Regions from separate parts of the Sus scrofa genome. Here region 2 is linked to region 1. Evidence: chromatin contacts called from public promoter capture Hi-C data. All regions are on one chromosome and are shown on one strand. The core of a region is the stretch at or near the end of the contact, and the rest is flanking DNA. Distances in the headings are between cores, read along the strand shown.

The links. Promoter capture Hi-C pulls out the DNA fragments that hold promoters and counts their contacts.
Region 2: a contact with region 1 is called in a promoter capture Hi-C map of liver, with 3 times the contacts expected there. The contact joins the enhancer-like site here to the promoter of ENC1 in region 1. A contact is called at or near these places in 1 of 5 promoter capture datasets (liver) and 6 of 47 Hi-C or Micro-C datasets (heart right ventricle, liver, mesenteric adipose tissue and 3 more).

What each region holds. Positions count from the first base shown.
Region 1 is chr2:83,688,947-83,693,078 of Sscrofa11.1, reverse strand. It overlaps ENC1 (ectoderm-neural cortex protein 1), which reads left to right and starts at 1,267. Exons shown (of 3, transcript XM_003123701.5): 1 at 1,267-2,083.
Region 2 is chr2:83,604,959-83,609,189 of Sscrofa11.1, reverse strand. No RefSeq gene overlaps it. Among named protein-coding and RNA genes, the nearest start is that of ENC1, 85 kb to the left of the region's middle. Within about 2 kb of position 2,034, at least 8 of the 83 cell types and tissues checked have an H3K27ac peak or open chromatin away from gene starts, as enhancers often do. A contact at or near this core is called in liver and retroperitoneal adipose tissue, where this site is marked.

The DNA.
Region 1 (4,132 bases), core at 18-2,517:
TCTATCTGTCTGGTTTTTGCTGATTTTATCCGTATCTTCAGAACTGGGCATGCTTGCCGACTCCCCCTGTCCAACCTCGCAGATGGCAGAACCCTTGCGTGGGTCTGACCGGGAACTGATCTGGCCTCTCTGGCTTTGTGAAGCAGTCTTGAGCTGAGACTCTGCATAACAAATTAAAATATGAAACAGATTTGTAAAGGCTCGTGGTGAGGCTGAGGAGTTAATGCTAACAAAGGACTTCAGAGGGCACTGTCTTTCTTTGTTTGCAAGGAGCACAATTTTTCGGGAGGGATCCTGAAGTGGGATGAGAATAAAGGACCGACAGAGTCTCGGTTTCAGCAGTCTTCAGACTCAGGGTGTGCCAGGCGGGCCTCTTTAGACTGTTTAAACCATTTCTGCTTCTGATATTTAAAAGAAAGCTGAGAAGTGGGGGAGTGGGGAGAGAAAATTCCATCGTGGATCCCCACTCTAGCCATAGGGCTGGGCCACTGCAAGAGGCTCTCCAACTGGATATGTCACATCTTCCTGGGCCTCAGTTTGCTAACCTGCAAAACGAGGGGGCTTGACCGGTGATCTCTACAGTTCATTCATATACTTTACTCCAAATACCTAGTAAAAAGAAAAACAAGCATTTCAGCTCCCAGGGGAAAGACAAGCCCTTGGTCCTAAGATCAAAAATGGGTTTCATAAATAGTGATGGCCGTTTGAGATTAGTTCTCTAATCGCCTTCTTTCTCGTGGCATGCGGCTCTTCAAACGTGTATGCTGAACCATCTCTTTGCTGAACTAATCAGCGATAAAACACAGGAAGGGACCCTGTCTGAGAGGGCGATTGAGGCTTTATCGCTACGGAGAGAAGGCGGCGTGGCCGCTCCTTGGAGTAGTTCGCTTTGAATCAAGCGGCCGCGACGATTGGCTGCGAAGCACGTGGTAGCCTACCGGACAGCGCCGGGTTGTTGCTGCCTGGGGCAGAGTCCAGCGGCGGGAGCCGCACCCGCGGGGGCGTAGGGAGAGAGGGAGGGAGGAAGTGGGGGGGAGACGACAGGGGCTCGAGTCTTCCTGGTCCCTAGCCACAGAGAAACCCTACAGGCCGGCTTTGTCCAACCTGCAGTGTCCCCCAGAGTATCCAAAATTGTGTCCTAACCCAGCCACTGTCCTCCCTCCAGGTGTCCCATTCACTACGCGGGCTCTGCGCGCTTAGGACGCGTGCCGCGGACACCCAGCTCGCCCTTCGGCGCCCTTTCCCGAGCATCTCGCAGGCTCTCGCAGCGTGGGCCTCACAACGCGGAGCTGCGCTCCCTGGTCTTGGGTCCCTCAGCACCCCTCTGGGCCAGAGGCGCAGACACTCCGATCTGGGAAAACTTGTTTTAATCTCGGTCCCCAAGGGCTGCAGCTGCTCAAGGCTGAGATTCTGTGTCCGCTTTGTCTCTCTCCCCTTGCCGCATCCCCCTCCCCCGTTTCCTCTCTCGATTAACTCCCCCGACAAGCTCTCCTCCGGCTCTTCTTTTCCTCCTCCACCTCCTCCTCCTCCTCTTCCTTCTCCGCCGGCAGTATTCACGCGCTTCCCTCCCTCCCTTCATCCCTCCCTCCCCTGGTGTCACTCTTTGCCTACGCGATCTCTCCCCGCCCCTCCCTCCCCTCCGCGCCGCTTATAGCTGGGCTCTGGGCCGCTGGGCGCCGACTGCTCCGGCAGCTGGAGAGAAGGCGGCTCGGCAGTGGCGCTGCTGAGACCGGGTCGAGACGCCAAGCAGCCGCGGCGCGCACGGCGCTTTCCAGCTCCCTCCCCCGAGTGCACAGCCCGCCTCCTTCCGCGGTGCCTGCAGCCGCGGGCCACTCTCCCCTCCCGAGAGCACTCAGAGAGCCGCTCCGCGGGTGGCGGGCGCAGAGTCCGCGGTGTGGGGATCTTGAGGCCGCGGCGATCTGCCCGCGGTAACCAGCCCGCGAACCAGAGCCCCATGCGCACTCCTTTCGCCCCGGCAGTCGCTGTTGCTCCCTGGGGTTGAGATCGCTGCTTCCTCGCCTCCCCGCCCTGTGACCGAGGCAAGAACCCAGCTGGTTGTGTGCTGTGGCCGGTCGCCACTGCTGTAAGTTTCCTCTACCGCCGCGTACCTGTTGCGGGCGCCGCGGGTTTCAAGGGCTGCCCGGCCTGCGAGAGTGTGCTCTCGCAAGGGGGGTGTGTGCGCCCCAGAGCGAGAAACTCCGACCTAGGCGGCGGTGGCGAGATCTTCTCCCGGCGGAGACCGGGTGTCTGCCACTGCCCTCCCGCAGCAAGCAGAGCCGGGCATTGCGGGAGGGGCCTCCTCCGGCGGCGCGCCGCCGGGGCGAGCTGCTGGAGCTGCTGGCGAGCGAAGAGCTGAGCCAGGGTACGATCCATCCCTTCTCCACGCAAAGAGCGCTTGCAGGGGGGCGCGGAATTGCTGGTCCACGTTGCATCCTTACCCGCACAGGGAGCATCGGGGCCACGCACAGACACCCCTCTTGAGAGCGTTAACCGCGGCCAGATATGTGTAGGAAATGAATGAAAACTGGTTTCTGAAAAATGTTTCTTCTCATGCAGATATTTGGCCTGTAGTGTTAACATGATTAGTTTCGAAGAATAGGAATTGGGGGGCAGGGCGGAGATGAACCATTGAACTTGATCGGTGTGTATTTTGGTGTCGCCCTCACAGGCATGGCCACCTTGTGTTATTACAAGTGTTATAGAGGACTGTATGACAAAATGCTTTTCTTGTTTATAGTCTCTTTATAATGTTCTTCCGTTGTTAGCAATAACGTAAATGCCGGAGAAAATCTGCCCGGTTTGTCCTTTGATTGCACTCAGATCAGGTTCAAAACTCCAAGACATGTGATGGGCCACTAAGTATTGCAGAGGCAGAGAGCCTGGTTAAGGAGCATTAAGTGAACTGAAGTTACTGTAACTAGAATCCCTTTTGATGTTCAGGATAATAGCAGCCCTTTTCTCCTTCTTTGTACAGGCAGGTTAAGTATATGTATGCGTTTTTTTGGCCACTTACTTGGCATGCAAATATTATTTCTCTGGGGGCTTAAAAAATGCCAGAGGGATGATTCATTTTATGTTGAAGGTGTGTTTAATGACTGTATACATGGCTTTTGCTGTTTTCATGTTTGGATATTTTAAAGCAGAGAGCCCATCATTTCCCTTGTCTCTTCAAGTTTACCCTTTATTGTAATCAAATGTTGCTGAAGGATGGTTGGATTTTCACTGTGACACACTTCTGCATCTGGATGGCATCCCAGATGACAGGCTAGACTCTTCCTGCTGGCTTTAAGAACCTACCTGGGAAATACAGGAGCGTAAACACGGCACACAGATCCTACATACCAAGGTCGTCTAAACTGTTTTCTTAAGTGTGGACCTGGCTCTGCGTGTTCTCCACTGCTCAGGGAAATACCTTCTGGGCTGGGTAGGTGTGATTCCAGCTCAATGTGCAGGTACTTTGGTGCTTAAGGCATCTTGTGCCTTATTCTTCAGTCAGAGCAGCATTCGCTCTTAGCTGAAAAAGAGGCAGCTTTTAAAAAATTTCCTGGAACAATTTTGTTAGCTTCAGGTGTATAGCAGAGAGAGTTTATGTATGTTCTTTTCCCATATAGGTTATTACAGAATATTGAATATAGTTCCCTCTGCTTGTTGGTTATCTATTTTATATATAGTAGTGTATGTATTTTAATCCCAACCTCCTAATTTAGCTCCTCCCTGGCTCCCACTATTTCCTTTGGTAACCACAAATTTGTTTGCTATGACTGTCTCTTTCTGTTTTGTAAATAAGTCCATTTTTATCTTTTTTTTTTTTTTTTTTTTTTTTTTTAGATTCCGCAGATAAACGATATGCGACATTTGTCTCTCTGTCTGACTTACTTCACTTACTGTGATAATCTCTAGGTCCATCCAAAGGAGGCAGCTTTTGTGGTTGCTTTGCAAGCATTGGCTTAAAAAAGAAAAGCATAGCTACTCATTTGGAACATTTGCAAGTTTCTATATAAGGCATAGGAGAGTATTTATACCCTCTTTTGAGGTTTAGGCTTGAAATCTTCCTCAAAGTACTTCAGATTGAATGTACTACTTCAAATAATGACTGTAGCAGTAGAACATTGGGGATGCGAATGCATGTTTT
Region 2 (4,231 bases), core at 785-3,284, 85 kb after region 1:
GACTCCTTCGGAAAGTATTCTGCAGGTATTTTCTTCTTGGTATCCTGTGGTGGAGGCAGCTGAGTCCCTGACTGCCCACACCTATACATGGGAGGAGCCTCTTTTCAGTTTCCTGGCTTTTCAGCAGACGCAAAATATAGTCAGGCATTTTTATTAAAAAAGAGAGAGAGAGAGCGCCCAGAATGCCCAGCATTCTCCCATTATTTGCCTATTTTATGTCTCTTCTAGGAAAACTCTGTTACATCACGGATGCCCAACAGTTTCTGGTGGGGAGCTAGTTTTGAGTTTTCCAAGTCATAGAATCCCAGATTATTCAGCCTGGATCCTGGTTTGAATTCTTTCATTTAGTTGCTGCGGCAACCATGGTCTGGAGAGGTGGGAGAACTTGTCTAAAGTAACAATGCCTGTGTTCATTTATTTATTTGTTAACTCATACATCAAGTAATTTTTGCACATCTGCTGTGTGCTAAGCACGGGGTATGTCATCGTGAACAAGGCAGAGAGGACCTCGTCCTTAAGAAGTTTATAGTCTGGTGGGGAAGATGGATGATAAGAAACTGAACATTACAAGTGGCGATGTGTTTCATGAGTTCAATGGACAGGTGAGGGGTGAGGAGAGCCTCTTGTGCAGAGTCTTCAAGGTAGGTCTCTGGGCAGTGATGTTTTAGGGGAAAACTGTTTAGGGGAGAGGAGCTGGGGTGTGTTGCAGGTGCATCACCAATAGCAGGAAATTATGGTAAAGAATTGAAGACAACCACAGCTCATTCCTGGTTCTCCAGCGGGAATCCCCTTTGGATTGTGTGTGGCATTAGTGCGTTATTATTCTCCAAGTCCATGATTTTCTTTTCTGTGGAAACGTTCATTTGTGCCTTATATTAGATTCCAGTTATAAGTGATATCATATGGTATTTGTCTTCCTCTTTCTGACTTACTTCACTCAGTATGAGAGTCTCTAGCTCCATCCATGTTTGCTGCAAATGCCATTATTTTGTTCTTTTTTATGGCTGAGTAGTATTCCATTGTGTATGCATACTACATCTTCCTAATCCAGTCATCTGTTGATGGACATTTGGGTTGTTTCCATGTCTTGGCTATTGTGAATAGTGCTGCAATGAACATGCAGGTGCATGTGTCTTTTTTAAGGAAAGTTTTGTCTGGATATATGCCCAAGAGTGGGATTGCTGGGTCATATGGTAGTTCTATGTACTGGTGGCTCTTTAATAATACTTTAATAAAAGTAAACCAGTGGGGTTTACTTTTAGATATTATTCTGAACTATTTCAGAGGTCCCTGCCCTCTTTTTTTTCATCTATTGTAGTGGAAGTGAAGGATTAGAGCAGGTGAGATTTCATTTAAAACACATATTCCATTGCATCATGACATGGAGAATGGAGGGAGTTCCCACACTAACAGGCTCACTGAATTATAATGGCAGAGTTTATCTATTGCTTATCCCTGAGTATAACATACACACAAGGATAACTCAACATAGCCCAACCCCTGATTGCTCCTCTTGGTCTAGAAATAGCCTCCCCATCCACTGAGCTCTGGACTGATTAGGACTGTGCACATCTGTCCTCCGTAATGTCTTGTAAGTTCCTTGAGGCTACAACGGTGTTGAATTCATCACCTCCAGCAAACCCAGCCACCAGCCTGTCACCATGCTCATTAAGAATTGCTCAGTAAATATTTGTTGAATGAATCATATGGAAGGACCTAAAAATCATCTTTAGGGAGAAGAGTTGTGAGAAAGGCGGGGCCACTTTTTTTTTTTAATGTTTTTTTCACAGTGGTTGGTATAAGGAGCCTATAATTATTACTGCGACTGGCAATCAAAAAAAAAAAAAAAAAAAAAAAAAAACAAAACCCAAAAAACAAACAAAACCCTGACTATCCTAGGGTCCTTGCTTCATTCCTCTGATGAAATCACTGGCTTGGTGACAAGAATATCAGGAGGACAGAGAACCAAACACTGAGCTATCTAACACAACCCACAGCAGGGCCATCATGGCATCATCCTGCTGGGATGTGAAGTCATGTCTGAGTGTTCCGTTCCCAGCACTGGACTGGCTTGGTCTCTGCTCCCAGTTCAGACAGTGACATAGACCCTGCATCCTGTCTCCTGACCCTGGGTCTCCAGGCTCCAAGCCAGTCCCACTTGAGGCAACTGGATGATCAGGCCCATCAGGAAGTACATGCAGCCCCAGGAGGTTCTAGTAAGTACGGGTCAACACTGCGTCTATCCTGGAAAGTTTGGGGGAGGGACTGTTCCCATCAGTGCAAACCTTTCCTCTACTCTGCTCCAACTCTGCTCTCAAGCAAAAGACAAGAATCGCATAAGAAAATTCCAAACTCTATTGTTCAAGGGCCACGTGCCCACCTGCAAACCAATACAAGTCACAGATTCCTATTCTTGCCCAAGCAAGGAACTTCCGCTGAAATGATGGTGCCGGGGGGGATGGTACAGAGGATAAAGGGGGCTGGGTATAGAGCCCAGAGGCACTGTGTCCCTGCCTTATGGGGCCCCTCCTGCTGTGTGAGCACTCCATGGGTCATATTCCTTTCACTATTTGAAGAAACATTTTTCATGACAAGAGAAGGGTTCAAAAACTCCAGAATTTGAGGTGACAATGCAAAGTGATTGCAGGTCAGAGGTGGGAGATGAAAATACAGATAATAAAAAGGATTAATGTCAGCAATTTGCTAATTGACTCTCTGCCCCAGGTCAACACACAGCCAGCAGCCAGGGAAACTTGACCGTAGTTAACTGGGCATTTGGGCCAGAGGCACTGAGAGGTGTCTATTATTTCAGGGAGGCTTTCTATGCTCTTGCTGAAGACTTCAGGAATGGCAGTCTTCCCTCCCGATCAGTTCTTCCTGAAGACACTGTACAGCTTGGTTTACTCTGGGTTTAACACCCTGTAATTACTATCAGATGAACAGAGTAATACCTATTATATTTCTTGCTACTTTCTTTCCCCTTGATCCTTACCTAAAATGTAAGACGAAAAGAAGAAAAAGAGAAAAGTAATCCAGGTAAGAAGGGCCCAGCACTATAGACTAGCAGTAAGGACCAAACCTCTATGATTGAAAAGCACTTACAGGTTATTGGATGGGAGTTGAGAATCACCAAGGGACCCATTAACTCTGTGTTTGGGGGATTAGCCATTCTGGTATTTACAGATGGTTTCTTAAAACAGTAGTGTTGGGGTCCACGCTGTAGGAGTAACTGAAGTGTTGATAAAAGGACTTCCAGAACAAATCAAGAATCCTAATGAAGATGCTGGAGGACGTGTGTGGGGCTCCAGTCTCTGGGCTAGCAACTTGGCACTACATTAATGGCTGGAGGAATCTAAGACTCACAAAAGATAGCTTTTAAAGGAAAAAAAAGACGCTTTTCTTAGAGGAACTAGTTTTAACAGTCTATTTGTCCTCTGAAGGTTGTTTTGTTAGGGCCTCTGTTGCCACTGAGCATACAGCTCTCTCAGGGGCCCACATCTCCCAGGATTTGTAGTTTGTGTAGGCCAGTTGGCTCTGGGCTGCATCTGAGAGATTTTAGCTTGGGAATCAAATCTTTTCTCTTGTTCTTGGTTGCTGCCTGCTTTTATTTTCAATTGCCTTGTGCAATTGCCAAGGTTATTTCCAATTGAGAGGAACTCCACTGCATTTTCTTTACCCGCCCCTTGCTGTAGTAGTTTGGTAAGTTGCTTCCTAGGGAATACATTTTGCAACTGGGAGGGTAGAGATCTGATTCTGAGGAGCAATTTGGTGTCGCTTCCAGAATCTGCTCACAGCCCTAATGGTAGTGAAACAGTCCCCAAACAGAAACCATCTTGGCTGTTTCCCTGGGCTGCACATTCCCATCTCCCAGGGAAATTAAGGGGCGGTAGCTGGGCTCTTCTTTCAAAGAATGCATAAAAATGAAATTACAAGTCCACACTCCCATTACTTGAACTCATAGAGCCCAAGAAAGAATTGGCAGGGGTTAAACCCATCTCATTTTATAGACAAGAAATTGAGGTCCAGTGAGGAAAAGTAATTCCTATCCCCTGCCCTCCCCGCATCCCCCCTACTGCCAGTCTCAAAGCTAGTTACCAGCAGACTGGGATAGAAACCAGGTCTTTTGATTTCTAGACTAGGATTTAACTCATTCATTAGAATTGTTGTAGTTTCAACCTAGATCTCTCCCAGAGAGGGTGGCTCAATTTTTATTTTGGTGTTGATTCCTTCA